Linked DNA regions of Macaca mulatta: region 1 is linked to region 2. Evidence: chromatin contacts called from public Hi-C data. All regions are on one chromosome and are shown on one strand. The core of a region is the stretch at or near the end of the contact, and the rest is flanking DNA. Distances in the headings are between cores, read along the strand shown.

Region 1 (7,502 bases), core at 4,505-7,004, 140 kb before region 2:
AAGTATCTTCTACTAGTATACTGTTTTGCTGTTTTCTGTCTTTTTTTTTTTTTGAGACAGGGTCTTGCTCAGTCACCCAGGCTGGAAGACTAGAGTGCAATGGATGGCACGCTCATGGCCCACTGCAGCCTCAACCTCCTGGGCTCAAGCAATTCCCCCTACTCAGCCCTGCCAGTGGCTAGAACTACAGATGTGAGTCACCATGCCCAGCTAATTTTTGTATTTTAGGTAGAGACAGGGTTTCGCCATGTGTCCCAGGCTGGTCTCGAACTCCTAAACTCAGGGGATCTGCCTGCCTCACCCTCCCAAGTGCTGGGATTACAATCTCGAGCCTGGTCTGTTGCGTTGTTTTAATCAAATCAGCAAACACATTTCCATGCTAGAATCCCATGTTGATGATCATTCATGTTTAATCTAGACTTTTTCCTTTTTCAATCTAAAACAGGAATTGGCCAAGTGCGGTGGCTCACGCCTATAATCCCAGCACTTTGGGAGATCAAGGCGGGTGGATCATCCTGAGGTCAGCAGTTTGAGACCAGCCTGGCCAATATGGTGAAACCCTGTATCTACTAAAAATACAAAAAATTAGCCAGGCGTGGTAGCGGGCACCTGTAATCCCAGCTACTCGGGGGGCTGAGACAGGAGAATCACTTGAACCTGGGAGGCAGAGGTTGCACTGAGCTGAGATGGCACCACTGCACTGCAGCCTGGGAGACAGAGCGAGACTCTGTCTCCAAAAAATAATAATAATAGGCCGGGTGCAGTGGCTCACGCCTGTAATCCCAGCACTTTGGGAGGCCAAAGCAGGCAGATCACAAGGTCAGGAGTTTGAGAACAACCTGGCCAACATGGTGAAATCCCGTCTCTACTAAAAATACAAAAATTAGCTGGGCATGGTGGTGTGCGCCTATAATCCCAGCTACTCGGGAGGCTGAAGTGGGAGAATTGCTTGAACCCGGGAGGTGGAGGTTGCACTGAGCTGAGATCGCACCACTGCACTCCAGCCTGGGTGACAGACCAAGACTTCGTCTCAAAAAATAATAATAATAATAATCATAAAATAACATAGGAACCTATGAATATCACAAAATACATGGTCCCTAGTATAGTCAACTGGCCTATTGTGACCTTCCATTAAAATATTTGTCTTTAAGGTCTTACAGTTCTTCTTGGGGCCACACTTAGTCTCACCATTCCTTACTGTCAGGATCCCAAAGGATTCCAAGCAGTCAAAGCTTCTCACTATAATTCTATCCCCACCCTGCCTGTGCTCCTATATTCTACACCCCTTCTAATCACAGCCAGTGCATAAAAACTTAACTCTCCTGGCCAGGCGCGGTGGCTCACACCTGTAATCTCAGCACTTTGGGAGGCTGAGGTGGGTGGATCACTTGAGGTCAGGAGTTCGACACCAGCCTGACCAACATGGTGAAACCTCATCTCTACTAAAGAAAAAAAAAATACAAAGTTAGCCGGCCGTGGTGGCAGGTGCCTGTAATTCCAGCTGCTTGGGAGGCTGAGGCAGGAGAATGGCTTGACCCAGGAGGCAGAGGTTGCAGTGAGCTAAGATCGCACCACTGTACTCCAGGCTGGGCAACAAGAGCAAAACTCTGTCTCAAAAAAAAAAACCCTTAACTCTCCTATGTTCCCTTATCTCTGAACCCTCACCCTGTGTGTGGTATCAGTAAGCTTATTTGATAGTCAATCTGTGCTAATATTGTCAACAAAAGACAATTTGTAAAGTTTCCTCTTCCAGAGAATCTGTGATTTTTAAACAGGACATTTAGAAAAACACTGGAGACATATAAATAAAGTTAGGCACTGGCAATTCTCAAATTGTACCACACAGCCCTAGTCCACCTAGTCGTAATGCAGGTCCAATTACAATTTAATATAGTTTAAATTAAAAAATTAATGTAGTCATACAAATACTAGTGAATATATGTCTGGCTTAGATATATGCCTCCTGGCAACTGCCAAGTAAGTGAAAACTAAAGCTGCAATTGAATGGTTTTAACATGGGTTCCGTATCTGTCAAGTTCATCATGAGCTGGGTGCAGTGGCTCATGCCTATAAGCCCAGCACTTTGGGAGGCTTCAGGAGGGAGAATCACTTGAGCCTAGGAGTTTGAGACCAGTCTGAGTAACATAGCGAGACTCCGTCTCCATTAAAAAAATTAAAAAATTAAAAAAATTTAAAAAGTCGGCCAGGTGCCGTGGCTCACATCTGTAATCCCAGCACTTTGGGAGGCCGAGGTGGGTGGACCACCTGAGGTCAGGAGTTCAAGACCAGCCTGGCCAACATACAGAAATCCCGTCTCTACCAAAAATACAAAAATTAGCCAGGTGTGGTGGCGCATGCATGTAGTCCCAGATACTCAGGAGGCTGAGGCAGAAGAATTGCTTGAACCCGGGAGGTGGAGTCTGCAGTGAGCCAAGATCATACCATTCTACTCCAGCCTGGGCAACAAGAGTGAAACTCCGTCTCGGAAAAAAAAAAAAAAAGTAGCAAATGACCCCCTGTAGCCAATTAAAACAGTCAGGTACTTTTTAGCCTACTTTTAACCAGAAAAATTACTTAGAGCACACCACAAATAAACTCCTCTCAGCACACTTGATATTTGTGACTGAAAGTGTCTTTTCTACTTTAGGCTTTCACAACTTGGTAAATTACAATTAGATATTGCTTTTTCCAAATTCTGGCAAATCATTTTATTCATTATCTCATTAATCTAAAGCATAGCCTCCTATGACTACGATAAATTAATACCATTTTGGAGTCGGCTTGGTGGCAAGCACCAGTCTTCCCAGCACTTTGGGAGGCTGAGGCAGGAGGACTGCTCGTAGCCAGGAGTTGCGAACCAGCCTGGACAACATAATGAGACCCCATCTCTACAAAAAATAAATAAATAAATAAATTAGCCAGGTGTGGTGGCATGTGCCTGCAGTCCCAGCTACTTGGGAGGCTGAAGCAGGAGGACTGCATAGGCCCAGGGGGTCATGGCTGCAGTGAGCTATGATTACACCACTGCACTCCAACCTGGGCCACAGAGACAGACCCCCATCTCTAAAAAATAAATTTTTTTTTAAAAAAAAAGCCATTTTACTCAACTGACAATAAAATCTATGGTTAAAAATCTAGAATCTAGTACATCCTTGGCAAAAAACAGGTCCAAGTTTCTTTAACCAGAATTAGATGGACTCTGTCATATAATAATCTCATGAGAAACCACTTAGCCAGAAATCACAAACTTGAGATCAGCTAGATGAATCTGGAAAGGGAAGACTTCCCCAATTCTTAATTTCTTAACAGTGGGAAAACAGTAACATTACCAGCTCAAGTTAAATGCACAAGAGACACTATGTAGAATGGAATCTTGTGAAACATACAAACCCTGATATTCCTATGCAATCCTATTTAGATTTTCTATACAGCTACAAGCCCACAAAGGTTAAGGACTACATCATTTACAGCTTTTACATTCTTTTCTTTTGAGACTCTCTCTGTCACCAGGCTGGAGTACAGTAAGGCGGTCTTCAGCTCACTGCAACCTCCATCTCCTGGGTTCAAGCGATTCTCTTGTCTCAGCCTCTCGAGTAGCTGGGACTACAGGTGTGCACCACCATGCCCGGCTAATTTTTGTATTTTTAATAGAGACAGGGTTTCACTATGTTGGCCAGGCTGTTCTCGAACTCCTCATCTTGTGATCAGCCTGCCCTGGCCTCCCAGAGTGCTGGGATTACAGGTGTAAGCCACCCCACGCAGCCAGCTTTTACATTCTTTCAACTCTGAGAAAAGCATTAAAAGAGTGCAAGTACTGAATGCATGCAGTACTAAACAATTTACGAGAACTCTTGAAAACAAAGTCTACAATGCTCACTCAGCTAGCTGTAAACTAACTTTTATTAAAAATATTAAGGCTATTAACTACCCAAAAAGGTCATTAAAATACAGACAAAACCTATACACTAGACCAACGATGTAAGATCCCTTTAAGTTGCACATTTGGCTCCATTTTTAAAATAAATTGACTTGGCAAGTAGTTAACGTGCCTGTACCTCCACTATTCTACTGGTCCTAGGAGAGTATTAAGTTCAACTCAATCCTAAAAAACTCCTTCACATAAGAGCTACATTTTGCCTTGACTTTCTTTATGACCTTGGGCAAAGTCTACCAAATGAAGACTATAATAATGTTTGTGTGTTCCTGTTAATATTGAAAATTAACCACAACATCGTGCGAACAATAGTGAAATTCTCTAAACTGGACGTATCCAGAGTTGAAAACTTGAGTTATAAACGTCAACTGATATGCAATGTGAACAGTTTTTAAAATTTTAATTTGATTAGTGAAAACAAAACAAAACAAAAAAACAAAGACCCCAAATTCAACATGATTAATAAATTCCGAAAATACCATCAGCCTCCTTATTACTTCTCTTTATGAATAAATGGTCTGCAATGTAATTTAAAAAAAGGAAAGAAAAAGTAAAGAAATATAGTAAAACTAGCTTTAACACGCCATTTCCCTTTTCTAAGAATAACAAATGGACCACAAACGAAAATTTAAAACTGGGCAAAGAATAGAGAGACAAAGCAATCTACAATCTGAAAATCACACAGATAAATCTATCATTTCAAGTCACTAATTCGCATACCCACGTAAGAAATTAATCTTGGTACTGCGATACCAGCATTAGGAAGATAAATCCCTGCCTCGGAGGAACACCTACTGAGTACGTTTCATTTCAGGATCTCAGGTAAGTTTACGAGCTCTTCTCTCTTCAGGTTTCCCTAAAGTACTCTGAAGTGTTTAACATCATTCACACATCCAGCCACCACTAGGGTGAGAAATAAACAAGATTTACTTATGTAATTATTTACCACAGAACTCTGGTCAAGAATGCAAAAGTTAACAACCATACAGGTATTTAAAATCCAAAGAAAGCAGAGAATATTAAGGATAATAAGGTTCACCCTTTAACTGACCACTATGGACACCAGAGGCCTTCCACATGGGCTGTTCCTTACAATCACTCCCGATTTGAAAAAGTAACAATGTCAACTCGAGATTTTAACAGTACAAAAGATAAACAGAACTTACGCAAATCCCTTCTTCCAGATTCTGAAAAGGTGTTTATAAAAACTGAGATAAGAGCACGCCCCCCTAAAAGCACCCTACTCGAAAGAATGAAATGCCGAAAACATCAGGTGGGCCAAAAAGGTTAGAAAAGCTAAACTTCTAACTTAATTACCCAGAGGTTGGGGACCAGGAACGTGAGATCGGAGTGGGGGTGGGTAGCAAAGTGAAATCTAACCCCAGAAATCACAACGCAGGCCGCAGCCTAAAAGGTGAAGCTGGCGGGAAGTGAGCTCCCTTTCTGTTCCCAGGGGAAAGTCCAGAAAGGAGCGGCTCCGCACAGTGGACGTACGAGGCGCCAAAGAGTGCATGCCTACCAAGGCGCCAGAGCCGCTGGAGGACCGGGTTTAGAAGGGGAGGAGATCCCGGCAGACGGCCCTGGAAGAGGAGGAGAACTAAGATTGGAAGCAGCGGCAGCGTCTGGACGAAGGGGATTACCTAACTGTGACGACAGAGAAGTGTCCTCAGGCTCCGGCGATGGTCCCGACTGCGCAATGTGTGGTGTCTTTCCCGCTTACCCCGCAGCAGCAACAGAACCAGCTCCTTCAGCCAGTCGCCATTTCCCGCCTACCGACCTGCTGCACCGCACGGACAGGGACCCGGATGGAAAGCGGCCTCTCCGCGCAGGCGCCCTGACTACCTCCTCCCCCTCCCGCCACAATTCCGCGAGGTGGGAGGGAAGGAATGCGGGCAGCCACAACGGCAACAACAACGAAAAAAATACTTTTACTTCCGTGAAGAGCGTTGAAGTTCCTTACGCCGGAAGAAACTCTCTAGTCTGAATCCCGGAGAAAAATTGAACACAAGGCCTTAAGACTGGGTGGAGTAAGAAAGGACAAAACCTATCAGGATACGCAAGGGCTTGGGGGATATTTGTACGTTAGGGGCCTCCGTAGCCGGCTGTGTAGTGGTCGCAGGGGGAGTAGGGAGTAAAGCGTTAGGAGTGGAGAGGCGGGGACCCGAAGGACGGTTTTTCCTCCCGCTCCTAACGGAACTGCTTGGGCCGAGCTGGGAGGGGGAGCGCGCCCTTGCCCCGGAGGCGGAGCTTAGGAACGCGTCGTGCACCCTGGCGGCAAGGGTTTAGTAACTGTGGGCGCGCTGGGTAGGTGGAGCCGAGGGGATAAGGCGGGACTAACGGCTTGGCGCGCTGAAGGAGGTAGTTTGTAGTGAGCGCTGCCCGAGGCTGGGAGAAAGCGAATCTGGCGCTTTTCCTGGGATTTCGGTGGCCCCTAAAGGTTCCCTTCCCTGCTCATTGCCTAGAGGGCGTATCAGTCGCTTTTGGATCATAAATATTCACGCCTTTCGACTCAACCCTATGTTGGTAATTCTGCAGGTTGAAAACTCGGATCTTTCAGGCCAGTGGGCTCCCACCTGCGAAAGTAGGTCAAAGGACGGTCAGCTCCACAGAGTGAAATGTATCAGTCCGGAGAATCCAGTTCTAGTGGGGTATCAGAAAACCAAGGCTAATGGTTGGAAGAACATTATTTTTCACTGAAACTCCAAGCCACTCTCCTTATTCGATCAAGAAATATTTATTGAAAAAGTAACTAGGTGCGATGTGTGAAACAGTGAGCCAGGCAGACACGGACCCTGCCTCCCCAAAGGTCATGTTTGTTTGGGTTTTTGTTTTTGTTTTTGTTTTTGTTTTTTTGTGAGACGGAGTCTCACTCTGTCGCCCAAGCTGGAGTGCGGTGGCGCGATCTCGGCTCTCTGCAACCTCCGCCTCCCGGGTTCAAGCGATTCTCCTGCCTCAGCCCCCTGAGTAGCTGGGATTACAGTCGCGCGCCACCACGCCCGGCTAATTTTTGTATTTTTAGTAGAGACGGGGTTTCATCATGTTGGCCAAGATGGTCTCGATCTCCTGACCTCGTGATCCGCCCGCCTCGGCCTCCCAAAGTGTTGGGATTACAGGCGTGAGCCACCGCGCCCAGCCAAAGATCATAATCTATTGAAAAAGACACCCTGGCCGGGCGCGGTGGCTCACGCCTGTAATCCCAGCACTTTGGGAGGCCGAGGCGGGCGGATCACGAGGTCAGGAGATCGAGACCACGGTGAAACCCCGTCTCTACTAAAAATACAAAAAAGTAGCCGGGCGCGGTGGCGGGCGCCTGTAGTCCCAGCTACTCGGGAGGCTGAGGCAGGAGAATGGCGTGAACCCGGGAGGTGGAGCTTGCAGTGAGCCGAGATCGCACCACTGCACTCCAGCCTGGGCGACAGAGCGAGACTCTGTCTCAAAAAAAAAAAAAGAAAGAAAGAAAAAGACACCCAAGTAAACAGAATTTAAAAACTGATTAAGCGTATACAAGGAGTGGCATGATAGGCGTTGTAGAACACATGAGGGTGCCAGTGAAGGGGTCTGGGAA
Region 2 (6,722 bases), core at 4,041-6,540:
ATCTGGAACAATTTGAGCAACAAAAAATAAACTAATATTGGATTATAAGCCAAAGTATAAAATAAATATCCTTGAGTCCATACTGAGATAAGTGAATTATTAAGTTAATAAATGAGGGAGAAGAGACAAATCTCCTGTGCAGAAGAATTCCATATAGTTTATGTTGATACTCTGCCCTTAAGGAGGAAAAACATAACTATCCACTCATTAAGTGAGGGTGAACATACTTTCTTCCAAAGTGTACAGTATGGAAACAGATTTTTTTTTAAGAGTACCTTGGCCGGGCGCGGTGGCTCAAGCCTGTAATCCCAGCACTTTGGGAGGCCGAGACGGGTGGATCACGAGGTCAGGAGATCGAGACCATCCTGGCTAACACGTGAAACCCCGTCTCTACTAAAAAATACAGAAAACTAGCCGGGCGCGGTGGCGGGCGCCTGTAGTCCCAACTACTCGGGAGGCTGAGGCAGGAGAATGGCATGAACCCGGGAGGCGGAGCTTGCAGTGAGCTGAGATCTGGCCACTGCACTCCAGCCTGGGCAGCAGAGCGAGACTCCGTCTCAAAAAAAAAAAAAAAAAAAAAAGAGTACCTTGTAGTGGAGAAACTTGACAAGCACTATCTCATGCCAGGTGATCGAGGTTAACATCAGCAGTGATAAATCATTTTGAAAAACATACCCATGATGTGATGTGTTGAGACTAGTACTTTACTTCTGTGGTCTTTGTCCCAAAACCCATAACCGCATTCTAATCCTGAGAAAAGACTCAGACAATTCCCAATTGAGGGACATTCTATAAAACACCTAATCAGTAATCCTTAAAATTGTCAAGATCATCAAAAACAAGAAAAGGTCTAAAAAACAAGAAAAGACTGAAAAGAAGCTTAAGGAGACATAACGTCTAAATGTAACGTAGTACCCTGGATGAGACCCTGGAATTAAAGAAGGACAGCAAGAGAAAACTGAAGAAATCTGAATAAAGTATGGACTTTCATAACAAGGTATCAATACTGGTTCATTAATTGTGACAAATGCATCATACTTAAGTAACGTGTTAATAATAGGGAAGACTGGGTGTGGGGTATATAGAAACTCCCTGTACTATCTTTGCAATAATTTTCCAGACCTAAAACTGTTAAGTGGCCAGGTATGGTGACTCACACCTATAATCCCAGCACTTTAGAAAGCCAAGGCAGGAGGATCAGTTGAGGCCAGGAATTGGAGACCAGCCTGGGCAACATAATGAGACCCTCATGTCTACCAAAAAATTAAAAATTAGACCAGCATGGTGGAATGCACCTACAGTCCCAGCTACTTGGGAGGCAGAGGCGGGAGGATCGCTTGATCCCAGGAGTTTGAGGCTGTAGTAAGCTATCATCGCACCACTGCTCTCCAACCTGGGTGACAAAGCAAGACCCTGTCTCAAACAAACAAAGAACAACGACGACAACAAAAAATCCCTGAAAAACTGTTAAGTTTAAAAGACAGAGACCAAGTTTAAAAGACTACCCTTTCTACTAAGCAGCTCAGAGAGTCCTCATTAACCCCAAGAACAGACATTCACAAGCAGCCCAAGAAAGTTGTTACAGACAGCTCAAAATACAGAAGTGGCACACCAAGTGCTGTGGCACACACCTGGAATCCCAGCATTTGGTGAGCCCAAGGCAAGAAGATCACTTGGAGCAGGGAGCTTGAGACCAGCCTGGGCAACATAGCGACACCTTATCTCTACAAAACTAAAAAAGAAAAAACTTTTAAAAATATACAGAACTGACATTCAGTAAGAGATACAGTCTTGCGAGCCAACTGCATAAAATATTAGCCAAACACTTAAAAGTAGTTAAGATACCCAGGGCAATATTTCCCAAACTAGTGTGCTTTGCTATATTATTCTGTACCATAATAGGTAAGCCATGAAAATAGTAACCTGTGATCAAATAAACTAAACAAGACTGAGTTAAACAAAATTGAATAGGCTTCTTTATTAATGGATTTCTCAGAGCTTTTATATTCCAGCAGACATTATGAATTCCAAGAGGAGGATACACTAACATTTCCCTCCAGAAGAGGTTTTCTTTTTTTTCTCCTCACCACCCTAAGAAATATTACAAGAAGAGTATTCTGTTTAACACTACTTTGGAGAATACTGCTCTCAGGGGAGAGCAAAGCCTCAAGAATAGAGTCTCTTACTAGGTGACTGGAAAGAAAAAATAAATCCAGCAAAGAATATAGTGAAGAAGATAAAACTGGAGAGTCCAATATTACAAAAGCAAGAAAGGAAATAGTTTCCAAATAGCTAGAGACAATCAACAGGACCAAACGACTGAGAGGTCAAATAGAGTAAGAATAAAAATGTTCTTTGGTTTTGACTAGGAATACCGTCATTTGTGACCTTCAAGATAACAGTTGCAGAAAAGGAGAGGAAAGAAAGATGGCAGACTTTTTAAGATTAGGATGGGTATGAAAAAAGAGGTAGATGGAACATTTGTAGACCATCGATAATTTGACTTTAGCAACGAAAGTGAAAAAACAAATGTGCTGATTGGAAGAAAGGAATATATAGATTTTTTTTTCTTTACTTAGAACAGGGGACACCCACATCCTGTTGAAGGTAAAAAGTGAAACAAACTGAGACTGACAGTGCAGTAGAGCTGGGCAAGGTGGTGCACAACTGCAGTCCCAGCTACTCAGAGGCTGAAGCAGGAAGATCACTTGAGCTCAGGAGTTCAATGCTGTAGTGCATCATGCCTGTGAAGAGCTACTGCTCTCAAGCCTGGGCAACACAGTGAGACCCTGTCTCTTTTTTTTTTCTTTTTTTTCTCTTTATTATACATTAAGTTTTAGGGTACATGTGCACAACGTGTAGGTTTGTTACATATGTATACATGTGCCATGTTGGTGTGCTGCACCCATTAACTCATCTCTTAAAAAAAAAAAAAGGCCGGGCGTGGTGGCTCATGCCTGTAATCCCAGCACTTTGGGAGGCTGAGGTGGGCAGATCACTTGAGGTTGGGAGTTCAAGACCAGCCTGACCAACATGGAGAAACCCCTTCTCTACTAAAAATACAAAATTAGTCACATGTGGTAGCACATGGCTATAATCTCAACTACTCAGGAGGCTGAGGCAGGAGAATCACTTGAACCTGGGAGGCAGAGGTTGCAGTGAGCTGAGATCACGCCATTGCACTCCTGCCTGGGCAACAAGAACAAAATTCCGTCTCAAAACAAACAAACAAAGTCCAATGGCTGAAAGAATAGAATCAAGAGTATTAATTACTACAAGAGACTTTCCTTTGAGACCAGAGAGAAGAATGTGAATTGTAATGCTTAACCATTCTAAGTAGGAAGACCTTATTTTAATACTGCAACCTTTCATGGATTTCTACCTACTGTGCCCAAGAGTTTTTCAGTCTTTAGAGTTAAGCATGTAGCGCATATAAATTTATTGATTCCTTGACCCTATCAGAGCATGTCTATGTTATTATGGTGAAGAGGTGGGGGTTATAGGGAGGCACTTAGCTGAGGGCCTTAATCTTCCTGAAATAAGAAAGCAAGGTAGGGGCTGTCAACAGGAATGTTAGAAGCTCACAGAGCGTTTATAATGACTTACCCGTAAGTGATTTTCATATGCAAAGTAAAACTTGTAATTATAATGGGCATTTACACACAAAAATGTGAAGATTACCAAAGAAGTGTATAGAAAGAAAGGCATCTACTATCCTGCCCAGAAATTTTCATAACTCTACTATACCTACAGAAGTTGCCTAAGTCATAAATTATTAATATAGTTACCAATGAGCTAATGAAAACAAGGATTATTTAGTAGCAAGTATGATTACAGTTCAATTTTAAACTTTTTATATTTAAAACTTTGTATAGTTTTCCATCTGCATAAAACACCAACCCTAATAGCTACTTAGCTATACAAAATTTCATTCTATTTTCTTTCAATGAAGACACTGACATGACATTCCATTGCTTAAAATTTATTTTTAGATTCTAATCTTTTGGCTAATTCCATTAACAATTCCAACTGAGTACATAATGATTGATCAACTATGTCCAAGACACAAGTGTGGCTCACATATAGCTCGAGGGCCCATCTATCATAACATTTTGATCACAAAAAGGCAGTCATAGCTCACTATTTATTCAATACATCACCCTGTAGAGATTTTAAAAGTTACACAGCTGAAAAAATACATGGTGACTACCATAAGGTAGAGGAGTCAGAGGCAGCTTCGTTCTTTAAATAACGAAATTAATATTGTTCAGTGTGCACAGAATAAAAATGAGACAATAACCACACCAAACCTGGCAGTCGCCAGATTTGTGTGTCTTTGAAGCTAAGGGGGCCACATAGGCCAGATGATTACTATTGACAGCTCACCAGCTGAGCTCAGAGAATAGGCAGCATCTGCACACAGCCCACTCTTGAGAACCAGAATTTACAGTCATTTTTGTCTGGCAGGGACCAGAGAACACGGCACTGATAAACCGGGAAAAGTCTGACAGAAACAGGGTTGTTGGGGGTGAAAGGAGCCTTCAGGACTGCAATATTGGAAGGGATAAGACAACCGCTAGCGGATTAACATCCCGCCCCAGACCCCGGAGAAAAAAGAAACTATGGGGGTTGAAGAGAAAGGGGTCGTCCTTACCTTGTCATCCTCGCATCTCTTCCCCAGGCCCTCTCTGGCCTGCAGCCGGCTGCTGAGGCGGCCGTAGTCGGCCTCCTTCTGGTCAATCTGTTTCTTGTGCGTGTCCACCAATAGCAAGAGGTCCGAATTGCGCTTTTCCAGCCGCCCGCGGGCCACTTCGGTGCGCTGGACCTGGCCCTGCAGCTCGGCCACCTCCTCCTGAAGCAGGACGTGGCGGGAGGAGATGCTCCAGTAGTTGAAGGCGAGGACGACGATCACCACCAGTAGCACCACCAGCACGAGAGAGGGCAGGCGGCCAGCCCGCCGGTTGGCCCCGAAACCCACCATGGGGCCAAATCGGGCTGTATCCTAGGGGCCTCGCCGCAGACACCTGCAGGCAGAAGCCTAGGCCTCGGCTGGAGTTACCCGGGGGACACGGCCCCAGGGCCGGCCGAGGGAGGAGGCGGGTTTATCCGTCGGCGGCAAGCCGGAGAAGGGGGCGGGGCCGCAAGCCGCAGGTCCCTCCCCGCCCCCTTCCTCAAATCAGGCCAAAACGCGTTCCGGAGGCTTTGAACTCGACCCCGCACCTGCCAGAGGGAACCGAGAGAACCCAGCTGCCCGCGACCCGAACCCAACACCTCACGGTTGGGAGGCGGGGAAAAAACCGGAAGGGGGCGGATTTACTCTGGCCCCACCCACTGGCTGGGGCCGAGTCGTCTAGGGGACCATTTCCGAGTTTCCGCCGACACCCCCTCTTGTCGCGAGAAGGTTGCTTCATCTCGTCTCCCTGCAGTCCTCTCTCGCGAGATTTTTCTCTGTCACGTAGGTTGTTGTGTTAATGTTAGCGGTCTCAGATGTCTCAGGTTCCGGGGTCGGAGTCCTTTCTGTTCTTACCTACTGGATTCCCTTGATTCAAGGTCTAGGGAGTTCCTGCCCTACACTGGCCCTCGCGAAAATATTTGTCTTTGAGGACGTCTGGGGCTGCGACCGCGGAATAGAAAAAAATAGTAGGTGAGCTGCAGCCAAAAAGGGGCAACTAGAAAGGTTTTGTACTTGCTTCTGTAGAAGGGGAATTTCTCTTTTGTGCTAATGATGTGGAAAGAAAAAACAAAAAGACCGTAAAATAGCGATGCCCTAAACATAATGGAGAAAAGCGGGAGAAACCAAGCTTTAGGACTGAAAGGGGTGGTGCCAGTCTCGTTTCCAAGGTTACTGCTTTCGCGAACCGAAAGAATTTCAGAATGTGGCGAGCTCCAGTTTTTAAACGCACCGCTGCTTTTGCCTCAGCTGGGCTTCCAAACAGAAAGTCCAGAAGCTGCCTTCGATGAATCGTAACTAATGCACTGTTACTGACAGCGAACACATTCTGGGTTAGAAATAATAGCTCTAACAAATTGTTTTGCGCACCTAGTCTCATCTTCTCTACAGTTGAAGAATCCAAGACACAAAGATGTTTGGGAACTTTCTCATATCTGGTTTTAAATAGGCGTGAATCCAGATCATTGGGCTCTAAACACCATTGCTGTCTGCATATAGCAGGCTGTTTATATGTTAAGTGTGAATTTCAGTAACGCAAAAAAAAAAAAAAAAAAAAAAAAAAAAAAAGCCCCCGCTTCTTTTGTTTTTTCTGTATAATTCTTTTGTCCGTGCATAGAAAAATAAAAAGTTACTGGCTCTAACCTGTTTAAGGAGAAGATGAGGTTGCCTTATTTTTCAGACCTCAGGTTGAAGAACTTCCATGAGTATATAACCTCAAGAACGGAAAAACCTTGGTATTTTTATTCAAATCAGAGAGAGAGATGATTTTGAGGCAGGAAGACTTGTCATCTTTGAATAATTATTCTGTGCTTCCTATCCTCAAAAATTAATTCCCTAAGTCCCGTAGTAGCGTAGAAGAATTATTGCATCTTCAAAGAACAATACTCTCTCAGATGCAGTACAGAAAAACAATACCAAAATTATTAATACTTGGTTCACACCAGACATGAGCTCTGGCTTCATAAGATCTAAGAAATCCCCTCGACTCTCAGATGACAAGCAGACTTTGGCAAAAGGAAGCAAAGCAAAAATGGGAAATCATTAACTATAA

Evidence for each region. Hi-C and Micro-C count contacts between places; a contact is called where the count stands out from the background.
Region 1: a Hi-C map of fetal cortex germinal zone shows a contact between it and region 2, with 2.5 times the contacts expected there. The contact joins the promoter of CTDSPL2 here to the promoter of GOLM2 in region 2. A contact is called at or near these places in 2 of 14 Hi-C or Micro-C datasets (cortical neurons and fetal cortex germinal zone).

What each region holds. Positions count from the first base shown.
Region 1 is chr7:21,825,422-21,832,923 of T2T-MMU8v2.0, reverse strand. CTDSPL2 (CTD small phosphatase like 2) reads right to left here and starts at 5,754. Exons shown (of 13, transcript NM_001266809.1): 1 at 5,578-5,754.
Region 2 is chr7:21,684,195-21,690,916 of T2T-MMU8v2.0, reverse strand. It overlaps GOLM2 (golgi membrane protein 2), which reads right to left and starts at 5,290. Exons shown (of 11, transcript XM_077939306.1): 1 at 4,655-5,290. The coding sequence starts at 4,981.